Regions from separate parts of the Gossypium arboreum genome. Here region 1 is linked to region 2. The links are chromatin contacts, called in public Hi-C maps. All regions are on one chromosome and are shown on one strand. Each heading gives the region's core, a stretch centred on a gene start, on an enhancer-like site or on the middle of the called end of the contact. The rest is flanking DNA. Distances are from core to core; before and after follow the strand shown. Region 1 holds the start of LOC108455845 (a long non-coding RNA gene). Region 2 holds the start of LOC108454671.

Evidence for each region. A called contact is a pair of places that touch in the nucleus more often than the background predicts.
Region 1: a contact with region 2 is called in a Hi-C map of leaf, with 2.1 times the contacts expected there. The contact joins the enhancer-like site here to the promoter of LOC108454671 in region 2. A contact is called at or near these places in 2 of 5 Hi-C or Micro-C datasets (both in leaf).

Annotation. Positions count from the first base shown.
Region 1 is chr9:60,577,357-60,583,245 of ASM2569848v2, reverse strand. It overlaps LOC108455844 (a long non-coding RNA gene), which reads left to right. Exons shown (of 2, transcript XR_008270671.1): 1 at 1-419; 2 at 657-815. LOC108455845 (a long non-coding RNA gene) reads right to left here and starts at 664. Exons shown (of 2, transcript XR_001866838.2): 1 at 494-664; 2 at 1-248. Within about 2 kb of position 4,290, at least 2 of the 2 cell types and tissues checked have an H3K27ac peak or open chromatin away from gene starts, as enhancers often do. A contact at or near this core is called in leaf, where this site is marked.
Region 2 is chr9:60,484,019-60,489,898 of ASM2569848v2, reverse strand. LOC108454671 reads left to right here and starts at 1,558. Exons shown (of 5, transcript XM_017753202.2): 1 at 1,558-1,682; 2 at 2,189-2,310; 3 at 3,531-3,648; 4 at 3,738-3,892; 5 at 3,989-4,377. The coding sequence starts at 3,566. The coding sequence ends at 3,861.

The sequences.
Region 1 (5,889 bases), core at 3,041-5,540, 91 kb before region 2:
ACCAAATAAATAAAACTCAAAATAAAACAAATTTGTAAAATTACAGACCCAAATAATAACAAAATACAAGCCCAATTTACAAAAAACCCTAGGCAGCCCATTGGCCCAAAACTAAACTAAATTTCAATAAAATCAAAACCCTAATCAGCCCCACGCGTTTCAACCCGAGGCCTGACATCTTTTCTGCTGACGTTTCACCAAAGAGGCAAAGAGGCCACCTGCTCCCTTCCGTTAACCGAGCGCTGGACCTGCAAAAATGACGAAAGAAAAGAACAGAAACAGTGGAAAGACAAAGATAGAAAAATAAAAAATAATATGTACAAATGGCTATAAAAAGCAAGAACCCTCGATGTAATTTTTTGGACAGCATCAATTACAAAAAAAAGAACAATCAAAAAAGAGAAAAAAATTAAACAAAGGTAACTCCTTTTTTATTTTTTTGGTTTCGGTTTAAAATAGATAATAATAAATAAAAATAAAAATAAAACGTTACCTGTTGCTTCATCTTCTACCGTCCTCGGAGACTTTCTTCGATCTTTGAACACCTAAGAACCCGCTAGGGTTCTGACAAGGGTTCATCAATGGTAACAAGGCCTTTTTTTTTTCTTTAGTATTTTCTTTTCCTTTTTTGATTTTGGAGGATTTTTGGCCCTTAGATCAGGATTTAAAAAGAATGGAAAAGCTAAAACGGAGTCTTTCGGGTGTTCTTCGACCACCGGAGATTGTGGAGTCCGTCGCCGACGACCGGGGCCGTCGTGGAATTCACTGGACCCCTAGGCCGGAGTTTGAAGAGGAGAGAGGATTTAAGAGGGTTGGTTTTTAATTTTTTCTTCAAGAAGAGTAGAAATGAAATATTTTTTAAAAAAAAATTGGCTTTTATAATAGGGTGAAACGACGCCGTTTCATTTTGGCCATTTAAGTGCCAAAACAGTGTCGTTTAAGGGAGGACGACCCAAGACCCGACCTGCTTAGCCAAGGTCCATATGTTTTTTAGCGGAAGGGCTAATTGCACTTTCAGCCCTTCTACTTTTAATTAGTTAGTAATTAAGTTTCTTTTTATTTTTAATTTGCGCCTTATAATTTATTTCGGTTTTCAATTTAGTCCCGCGTAAAGTGCAACGTTTTGGAGGGCGGGGATATTTTCCCTTTGGTCCCTCCATTTCATTCGCGCATTGCAATATGGTCCCCTATTTTACTTTATTTCGACTTTTGCACCATTACATTCCATTCGATTTTCAATTTAGTCCCTTCTTTGTTTATTCATTTATTTTATTATAATTTAGACTTTGAATTTTATTTTAATCCCAATCTAATCCTTTATTTGCTCAACTTCAAGCACTTATTTTATATGTATGATTGTTCTGTTTTATTTTATTTATTTATTTTATTTATCTTCTTTTAATATTTAAATTGTTATTATTTTCATTTTATTTGCATTCTGTATTCTTTATTCCTTTATTTATTTTCCTTCCGTTATTATTGTTACTATTATCATATTATTTATTCTTCTATTTTTATATTATATATCCCTCATATATATATATATATATATATATATATATAAGGATTTTAATGTTTACATTCTCTTCATTTAAATATTTCTTGTTCTTATTATTTTCTAGCTACTAATATTTATTTATTTGTCCATCTATCTATTATTTGTTTCTTTTATATATTCTTTCGTATTTCCTTTTATTATTTCCTTTTTATTTTACTTATTATTATTATTATTATCATATTATTAAATCAATAGTTTTGCATTATTATTACTATTATTATTATATTTCTTTTACATTTACTTACCTACTTTTTTTCTTATATACATTTATTTTATTTTATCATTTATTTATTTATATCCTTTTATATAATTTTAAAACTTTAAATTTATTATTATTATATTATTATTAATATTATTATTTTTAATTTGTTTTACACAATATTTATTTATTCATTTAATATTAGGTCTTAGCTTCAAATTTTAGTTTGTTATTCTTATTATTTGTCTTTTTGGGCTTGTTTATTTTACTCTATTTTCGATCTTTATATTGTTATTTTTATTACGCAATTATTACCATTCTGTTATGCATGTTAGTATCGTGATTTCTTTCTCATATTTTACTACAAAATTGTGTTACATCTTACCCGACACATTATATTTTGTTTTTTAAATAATTGATACTCCGCGTTTTGAAATTCGAAAAGTTGTTCCCTAACTTACGGGTGTTAAAGCCATTTTTTGTTTTAAAAACGGTTGACATTTTATGAAAACGAAAATGGAAGTCGCTACCAATCCTTTATAAGGTGTGATTGGGTCATCTTATGATTGATCGTTTTAATAAAATGTTTTATTTTACTAAAACAACAATTTTGGCCTATGAAATTCGAGAAAATAGGTTCGAGAGTTGGTTACATATGAGGAAGGATTAGCGCCCTCGTAACACCCAAAATTGGTACCTAATCGATTAATTAATGTCTGAACGTCGAAAGTTGGAAACTCGAAATGAATTTAAAATACGATCCTTTCTATTTAGCTCATTTTAAAAATGCTTGAATTAAATTGAAACGAGCATCAAAGGCTCACTCGCCCTGAGATAACAAAATACCACATCCCGTAAGTTAGGATGCGACATTTGAATCCTCGAGGATAAGTTTGCCTTTTATTTTTATCGAAACTTCGTGTACTTTGAAATCTAGAAGGATATTAGGTTAATTGGGTATAACAAGAAAATCGAAACCCCGTAATTTAGGACACGATTCCTCGAGTTTCTAAACACCAAATATTGTCTTTATCTTGTTTAAAATTAAGGTATTTTGAAAGTTGAAGAAATATTGGCCATCTAGGTTTAACGATAAAATCGAGACCCCATAAGTTAGGGCATGATCTTCTCTAATTCCCAAAGAGTGAAATATTACCTAATTTTTGAAAGTTTTTTTTTTCGAATAATGCCTAGGTGTAATAATTAAACGATGCGTATTTATTTAATTTAAAACGATAATGTGTGAATAAGATTATTATATTAGTGAATAGCAAGAACATGTATATACTAAAAAACGAGTTACCAGAATCACATAATTCATACTACTTAACTACTAATAAGAATAATCGAATAAGAAAATAACTAAAATGAGATAATGGCACAAAAATAGTAATAACAATAATAAGAATAACGATGGCAACAATAATGAAATCTAAATTAATTAAATGATTTTAAAAAACACCAAAGCAAAATAAAAGAAATGAGGAACGATTGTAAATTGTAGTAAAGGAAATATTAAACAAGTAAAGTGAATAGATAAGTGAATCTCCGTGAAATATTAGATTAAAAAAGATAAAATAAATAAATAAATAAATAACTGGAACAATTTGTGGAGAAAAAGATTGAAATTAAACAAGTCGAATATCGCATTGAATATTGAAACAAAGATAAGGGGAATGAGTTGTAAATAATCAAAAATGAACTAAAAGGGGTTTAAAAATAACTCGAAAAACAATGACAGGGACCGAATCAGCAAAATCACCCTTCCCAACATGCACACTCCTAAAAGGACCAAACAAAATTTAAAAAAAAAAATAAGCGGGGCGAATTTAAAAAGATAAAAGAAAAAGAAATAGGACTGCAATTAAACGCGCGAAAAAAGGCGGGGATCAGTTAGGAATTATCCCCTGTCCCCAAAACGACACCGTTTCAGATGTCAGCCTCTCAAAAACAGTCCTGGTACCAAATTGAAAACGAGACCAAGTTAAAGGGAAAAATTAAGAAAAGAAATAAATCAGGCCCAAATTAAATAATAAATAAAAAAAGGCGAAAAGTGGGGGATCAATCGCATAAATGTCCCCTTTTCAAAGAAAACACGTGGATCTCCCCTCAATGGGGTCGGGTCGTACTGGTATGGCTTAAAACGGTGGCGTATTGGTCATGGCTAATTAAGTCCAAAACGGCGCCGTTTTAATCCTCATATAAATATAAAAAAAAAAAGTCATTTTCCCCCTTTTTTCTTCAAAAATAGAGAGCACCTATAGACTCTCTCTCGCCCTCTTTTTCTCCGGCGAGCTAGCGCGGTGGCTCCGCCATATCTCCGTCGTGCCGAAAAATGAAACATTCGGACCCTCTCCTCTTTTTAAAACAAGTTTAGATCTACTTGCAATCTTTTGAAATAAATAAAAAAACGAATAGAATTTGGCCCTTGCACTTTACCCATTTCATATTCCTCTTCTCCGAAGCTTATTCGAAACCTTAGGGTTTCTTATGGCTTTCATGAACGAAAAAGGGCTTCCAATGGTGGCGAGGCGCGAAGAACAGGTGATTTCTCTTTTATTTCTTTATATTTGCTTCGAGAATCAAGAAAATAAGAGAAAGGGACTACCTTTGGAAATCTTTGTATTTCTTTTTAGTATGGATTGTGTGTGTAAAAATTACAAAAACGGATTCCTTCGGCTTTATAACCGAATATATTTTTACAATTCGTTTGTTTCTCGTTTCTATTGGCTGCTGTCGTATTGTATTCTCCTTGGTTGCCATTTTCTATTGTGTGGTGCTTATCTTTTCTGCAGGTACTGCAGACGTGGAGATGCAGAGGCCGTACGAGGGCAGCGCATGGGCATACGGAGGCACGAGCGGCGCAGCAGCTGCTAGGGTTTGCTGGGCATGTTTTGGTTTTGGGCCCTTTCGGGCCAGGTTTATTTTCGGGCTAGGTTTTAAGTTTTGGGTCTGTTTAATTTGATTTAGGCTTGTAATTGGGTTTGGGCTTGGTCTATTTTTGTATTTTGGGCTGTTTTATAACTGGACTGTTTAACGGGCTGTAAAATTTGGACTGCTTTAATTTGTGTGGATTTGGATTTATTTATTTGGATTTTATTCTATAAATTGGGGCCAGGCTAAAATTGGCCTATTACAACGGGGTTTTGACTTTCTCGATGAATTCAAATATTCGAACATTTTTAAAGTATAAATAAATTTCAAATAATCTCAGGAATTACGAAAAGATCGTATTCTAAATTACAGAATATGATTTCTTTCTAAAATCGAGATAATCGAATGCCTTTTAAATGATTTTTTTGGCATTTATTTTCGATTCGAGGATTTAAGACATTTTGTCCTAACTTACAGAACGTAATTTTTTTTCTCGATTAACGTAAAATATGTCATTTTCTTAAAAAATTTTCAAACAAACGATATTTTAAACAAAGGATCATATTTTAAGTTTCTTCAAAGTTCTCAATTTTCGACACTAAGACATTAATTAATCAACTAGGTACCAATTTCTGGGCATTACGAGGGTGCTAATCCTTCCTCGTGCGTAACCGACTCCCGAACCCTTTTTTTTTTTAAATTTTGTGGACCAAAATCGTTGTTTAAATAAATCAAACCATTTATTAAAAAACCACTTTTACAAGGTGACCTGATCACAACTTATCAAAAAAGATTGGTGGCGACTCCCGTTTTTGTTTTTTATAAAAAATAGATTTTCAAAAAAAATGGTTTCGACATGTAGTATATTCGTTTTGTATACTTGTATTTTTGAACAAATTGGTTTAATAAAAACATCCAAAAATTACATTAATATCATTGTATATTGTCCTCAATGGTTTTTGCATGCAAAACAAAATGAAAGCAAATATTGGGTCACTAGTTATCTAACGTTTAAATAATACTAAGCAGTATTACATGATCAAATCATAATACAGAAAAACAACTTATGTTAGTAGATGAACCTAAACATGTCCTTAGTCTAATTGAAAATGTGCAAACCGATTGAAAGACTAATATGTCATCTATCAAGTCCACTTGGGGAGATGCTTTGTCTTGAGCATCGGAGTGGATAACTCCCAGAAAATAGAGACATAGATGTGATTGACTGAACTGATAGTACATTGAGCATGACCCAAGT
Region 2 (5,880 bases), core at 309-2,808:
TGGCGCCATTTACAATAGCTCCACAAAAAAATATACATTAAAAATATTATAAACAAATAATAAAAAACAAAAAAAAAGACAAAAAACTAGTAGGAACATTGGAAACTGGCAATGCCAAATTATTTGGCTTCACCAAAAAAAAGAAAATTTGTTTAAAGCCCCCTATTTTTTTAAAAATCACAGTATTTTCTTGATATTTATATAAGTAGTGCCATTCTACATGGCTCCACTAAAAAAATAATTTTTTATCTCAATTATTGACGTGACATGTTGGTGGCGCTAAACAGTGGCTCACTAACTTTTACAGAGATTTTAGGTTATTTACATATTTTTATCAAAAAAGAATCATTTACATAATTAATTAAGAATTTTAAGTTAGTTTTATAAAAATATCCTTCTTTTATACATCATAATTCATTACATCCATTAAAATTTGTTCAAAATTTAAAATATATAATATCAAACAAATATAAAAATTTATTCAATTTAATTTTTTATAAATATAAAAATCATAAAAATAAAAACAATTTATAAATATAGAAAATTCAAAAAATATATAAAATCTAAAATTAACAAAATTTAAAAAAAAATTTATGATGTACCAATTATATAAAATAAAAAACATGATAAACGAAAAAATTAAAATTAAAATTTTAAAAATTATATATTTAAATGGTCAATGATCAGACAATAGTTAGCCCATAGTCATATCAATAATTAGTGGTCATGTCGTAGATGACATGAAAAAACACGTGTCGCGTTTTCATAGCTCGAATGTGCCATTTTTTTAACACAGTTAATTTTTTCAATTAAAAATTATAACATATTAATAATTGAGTTACCAAAATGAAAAAATGTACTAAAATGAAAAAAATATATCTATAATTTAGAGGTCAAATATAAAGCCTTTTAAGTTGCTAAAGGTATAAAATATTTTTGCAAAAAAGAACTTAATAATTCTTTTGCCCTTATGCTATAAATTATCACTTCGGTAGTTGTATTAATTTTTTTATCAGTTTAGCCTTTGTATTATCATTCTGTATAATCCTGTTATCTTATTTATATTTTCGTTAAATAAATTATTTTATCCAATCAAACATTGCCACATGTAAATAACATTAAATATTGAAAATAAAAAAATCCTAAAGTTTTCAAGAATTTCATGAAGTTGTTAAAAAACTCATAAAATTCTAAAATTTTATAAAAATCCTAAAAGTCTAAATAAACGAATTTTTAATTTTTTAAAAATTCTTTTGAAAATTTTCATGCTTATAATTTTTAAACTATATTTTAAAAGTTTTAAAAATAGATTATAATTTCTTTTAGATTTTTATAATAATTTCCTAAGTTTTAAGTTTTTATTTTGAATTTTAATAATTTTTGTGATAACAATGTTTTTTCTTTCTTCGACAAGTGGCAACATGTTTGGTTGGCTTAACTTTTTTTAGTAGAATGAAAATACAAGGGTCAAATTAATAAAAAATAGTATCATACCAAAGTGATAATTAAGCTATAGTATAGGGGTCAAAAGAGGTATTAAGCCTAAAAAAGAAATCTGAAACGATATCGTTTCAATCATCTATGAAACTAAAAGAACAAGGCCGAGCAAACCCCATTGAAACGCACAGCGCCGCCCCACACGAAGAAACCAAAGATTTTTGTTTTCTCTCTTCTTGATTCCGGTAATTCCATTGAAATCATTCACTTTTCAATGTTTTAAATAATTTTATATGGGATTTATTGATTTGGATTTCTTTTGTTTATTTGATGTTTAACTAGTAATTTGCATATCTCCTGAGGCAGTTCTCATTTTCTTAAGTGTTTTTGATTTATTCTCTGCGTGGTTGTTGAGAAAACTTGGAAGTCTTTGAAATGCCTGTATTGATGCTTTTCGTTATTGGGATTAATAAATGAAAACCCAGCATTTGATTGCTTTACTCTCACTCATTTTCATGTCTGACATGACTATGTTCAATTTTTTTAGTTTTTCTATATGTTTAAAAAGATGAGTCATATTACCTTGCGGATATGTGATGAAGACGAGTTTCGGAAAATTTCCGATGCTTCTTCTGTAAATAATCGTAAAAAGGGTGGTAAAAAATCGTAAAAATCAGAAGATTTCTATCGCTGAGTTGGATTCGTTTAAAATTGCGAATGAGAGTTTGATAGATTCGGACCTTTTGAATAGAAACAGAGTCCTTAGTAGAGAAGCTGAAGATGCTTGGCGAATGGTTAAAGTTCTTGGGTTAAAGGCTTCTTGAAGCAACAAAGTAATCATCGCTGAGCTCATGCGTATTGAGGAAGAAAATTGTAAGTAATTTCTCATTATTTTCTGATTGTGTTGAATCCCCTTGAGTTATATTTTTGGCGTTGGTGTTGAGTATCTTCGAAGTGATTTCTAGATTCAATTTGTGTGGTGTGCTTGGCTTGTTGTTGGGCTCTTTGAGTGAAGAGGATTTTATACTTAGATTGTCAGAGGATTAGGTTTCGGTTTAAAAGTGAGGGCGGTTTGCATGATTGTTCAGCAGTACCGTGTTGATATGCTTCTTATCCAGGAGACAAAGTTTTAGGTTGTCCTTGTGAGAAACGTTAGAGGTATCTGGTACAATGATGATTTTTATTTTGTTTCTTTGCTGCTGATGGTAATTCAAGTGGAGTTCTTGCTATTTGGAACTCTAGTCGCATCAAGTAACAGGTTTATGTGGCCAATAGAGGGGCTATGGTGATGATTTTGATACATGCATTCATTCTTGCAAGGGAGTTTCTTTTTTCTCAGTTGATTGTGGAGATTTATGGAGTGTTTTAGGTGCTTGTTTTGCGGTTTATGCCTCGTGTTAATTTTCATTTTCTATTATTAAGAAGCACTTATTTTGGAGTGCTGGTATTGGTGGTGGTTATGGAGTTACATGAAGCTGATGTTTTGCGATTCAAGGAGTGATTTGGAAGCTGTTACTGATGCTCTTTTAAGGGAATTTTCTTTGCAAATGAATTTTGGTGACTTAGAAAGTTCATTGTTGCAATTTTGAATTGATGGCTAGTGTGTCATGAGTGCTTGGTTGGTGTTTCTTTTATTATTCTTATTGTAAGTTTAGGTGTGTGTCTTTGCTGCAAGTTGTTAGCCGTTTTGATCAAGGAGCGTGATTGTATTCTTGTAGTAGTATTGTTGTTGATGTTTTCAAAGGTGTTTGTTCTCTGCTACTCATTGTGTACTAACCGTTCGGCTAGTCTTGCTTTATTGGGTATTTAATAAAATTTTTATTTTGGCTGAGCAAAAAAGAAAAAATTCCCATGTTGACAGTGGAAAGTTTTGTGCTTTACATGCCTGTTGTGGTAGGTGGATGTGAAAGCTGCTCTTAAGATCGAACTTGGCAATTCTAGTTCTCTTTTTGACCCTCATTCTCTGATTTATATGTGTTTGAGCTGCAATCTGCTATTCTAGAATAATATTTCTTTTATTTGTTGTAAAAATGCATGGATTAACATGTAGAATATTGATAATGGAAATAACAACAATTTCTTTGACTTGTTAGGTCTTTTTCATTGTTGACGTTGGTTTAGAATCACAATGACACAAGCACGGAATGTCATGGTTGCTTCTGGCTTACTAGTTTTTGCAGCTGCAGGCTTAGCATTTCCATTTTATATGGCGTAAGTATAATTCTTTTTCCAGAGCAATGTGTTGCCAAGAGCTATGTTTATCAACTTGAAAAAGTTGAATAATGGTTTGTATCATCCAGGACATCTAGGAGACCTGTAGATTCATCTAAACCACTTCCTCCACAGGCAACTTTTCGAGGGCCTTACATAAATACTGGTTCACGTGATGTCGGACCTGATCACCAGACTTACACGAAGAAATGATCCTTTTTTGTTGATTTAACTGCTGTTAGCTGTAAGTTAACATATGCTCCTTTCTGCACTACATGAATTGGCAACCATTCAGTGTGTTTGTGGAGGCTGACCTAGAAATTCACTATGCTTCTTGCAGCATGATGAGTGACACACTTTTTGGTACTCTCATGGAAAAGGACAAGTGAATACGTAAATATTCTTTTGTAAGAACTTTGATAAGAAAAATATGACATACACTATCATCATCTTTGTTCCAATACACTTGGTAAGATTTCCTATGCTGATAGTTGACAGCTGCCATGCAACTTACTAAATATTGGGTTGGAAATAGTAGTCAAGGCTAGTTTGCCCGTTTGGTAGATGCTATAGTTGTGTTCAATATGTTATGGCCGAAACGGTTTGCTATAGTATGTGCTTAGCTAGTTGTTGTGGTATACTTTTCAAATCTCTGTGGCCATAAAAGCTTTCTTTTGAGTTTCTTTATAAATCCTAAGATTTCGTTGCAAGCCCTATAGGGGTGTATAATACTTTGTGCTGATGTCCATTGTAGATGTTTCTGCAATGCATGTATCCCTCTCTTTACATTTAAATACGCACACAAACATATAATGCTTGCTTATTTATCAATTAATGGCTTTGTGGGTCGGCTGCCTGCTTTTCTTGCATCTTTACCTATTTTCTTGAAGAGAAAAGTTTGTGTGTTGAAACACTGATGTCATTCTTCTACTGAGTATAGAAATAGAGTCATGAACCAGCTGTTTGAGGGAAACTTTTGGACATCAACTTACATCTAATAAAATTTTGCCTAATATATTGAATTAATCTGGAACTTTGTTATCCAAACAAATACTTTTGTTACTACCAATTATACTTTTATACTTTAATTGGTTTCAAATAAGCATTTAAACTTTAATTGATATTCAAATAAAATAAGTTTTTAGGGTGTGTTTGGATACCAGAATAATTAGATGAAAATGTAATTATTAAGGTAGTAATTATACCCATTTGTAATTACTAAGAATTGTAATTTCCTAAATTTGTTTGACTGACATAGTATAATAACATTGTAATTCATTATGTCTTTGGTAGTGCAAATTATAATTTTATAGTTATGTAATTTAACATTTTGTAAAAAATATTAATTACTATAAAAATTATCATAAATAAGTAACAAAATTAAAATTAAAATTAAATCATTTTATAATATGTTAGTCCAAGAAAATAGTCAACAATACGATTACAAAAAAAAAATGACAAGAAAAATAAATGTCTTATGCAATTTTATCTAATTGTTCTAACATTTCATATTGTTGAGTTATTCTCTTTCTAACATTTATCATGTAATTATTAATATGTTGGTCTTTAACCAATTTACTAATCACCTTAATCGAAATTTAAATTTGTATTATTGAGATTATCAAGACCTTTTTTATTTATTCTTCAAAGTATCAATCGTTCCAATTGCACTTACAAATAAAGTTATGAAATATGTAATATGCTAATAAGATCTAACTTTTGATTATATTGAGGTGGTGGTGTTAATATGATTTTTTTAGAATAATAAATGTTTTTTCAATCATATTTCGAAGCTTTGAATGCCTTGGATTAAAAAGCTCACAAATTATTTTTAGTATTTGTGTTTAATTTTATTCTCTCAAATTGAATTGTACTTCATTATATGGTACAAAAAGAACTTTTTGTATAGGCATAATCAAATTTGAAAGCTACCAAATGCAATTTTTAACCAATTTTAGAAATTTTCCCAAACACCGTTTCTTAAGGCAAAATTCAACTTTGTAATTTTCAATTTTAATAGTTTTTTTTTGTGAAAAATAAGCAAAATTACAACTAAAAACCTCCTAAGAGATTCTAAAAGCTTTATCTTGCTGAATAGCCGTGGCCATCAAATCATAAGGCACTTCAAAATTCTGGAGGGGTGACTTCCAAGAGAGACTAATCTTTGCCAATTGATTTGCAATTAAATTACACTCCCTAGTGACTACTTAAATTCCTATTGACCATCAGAAC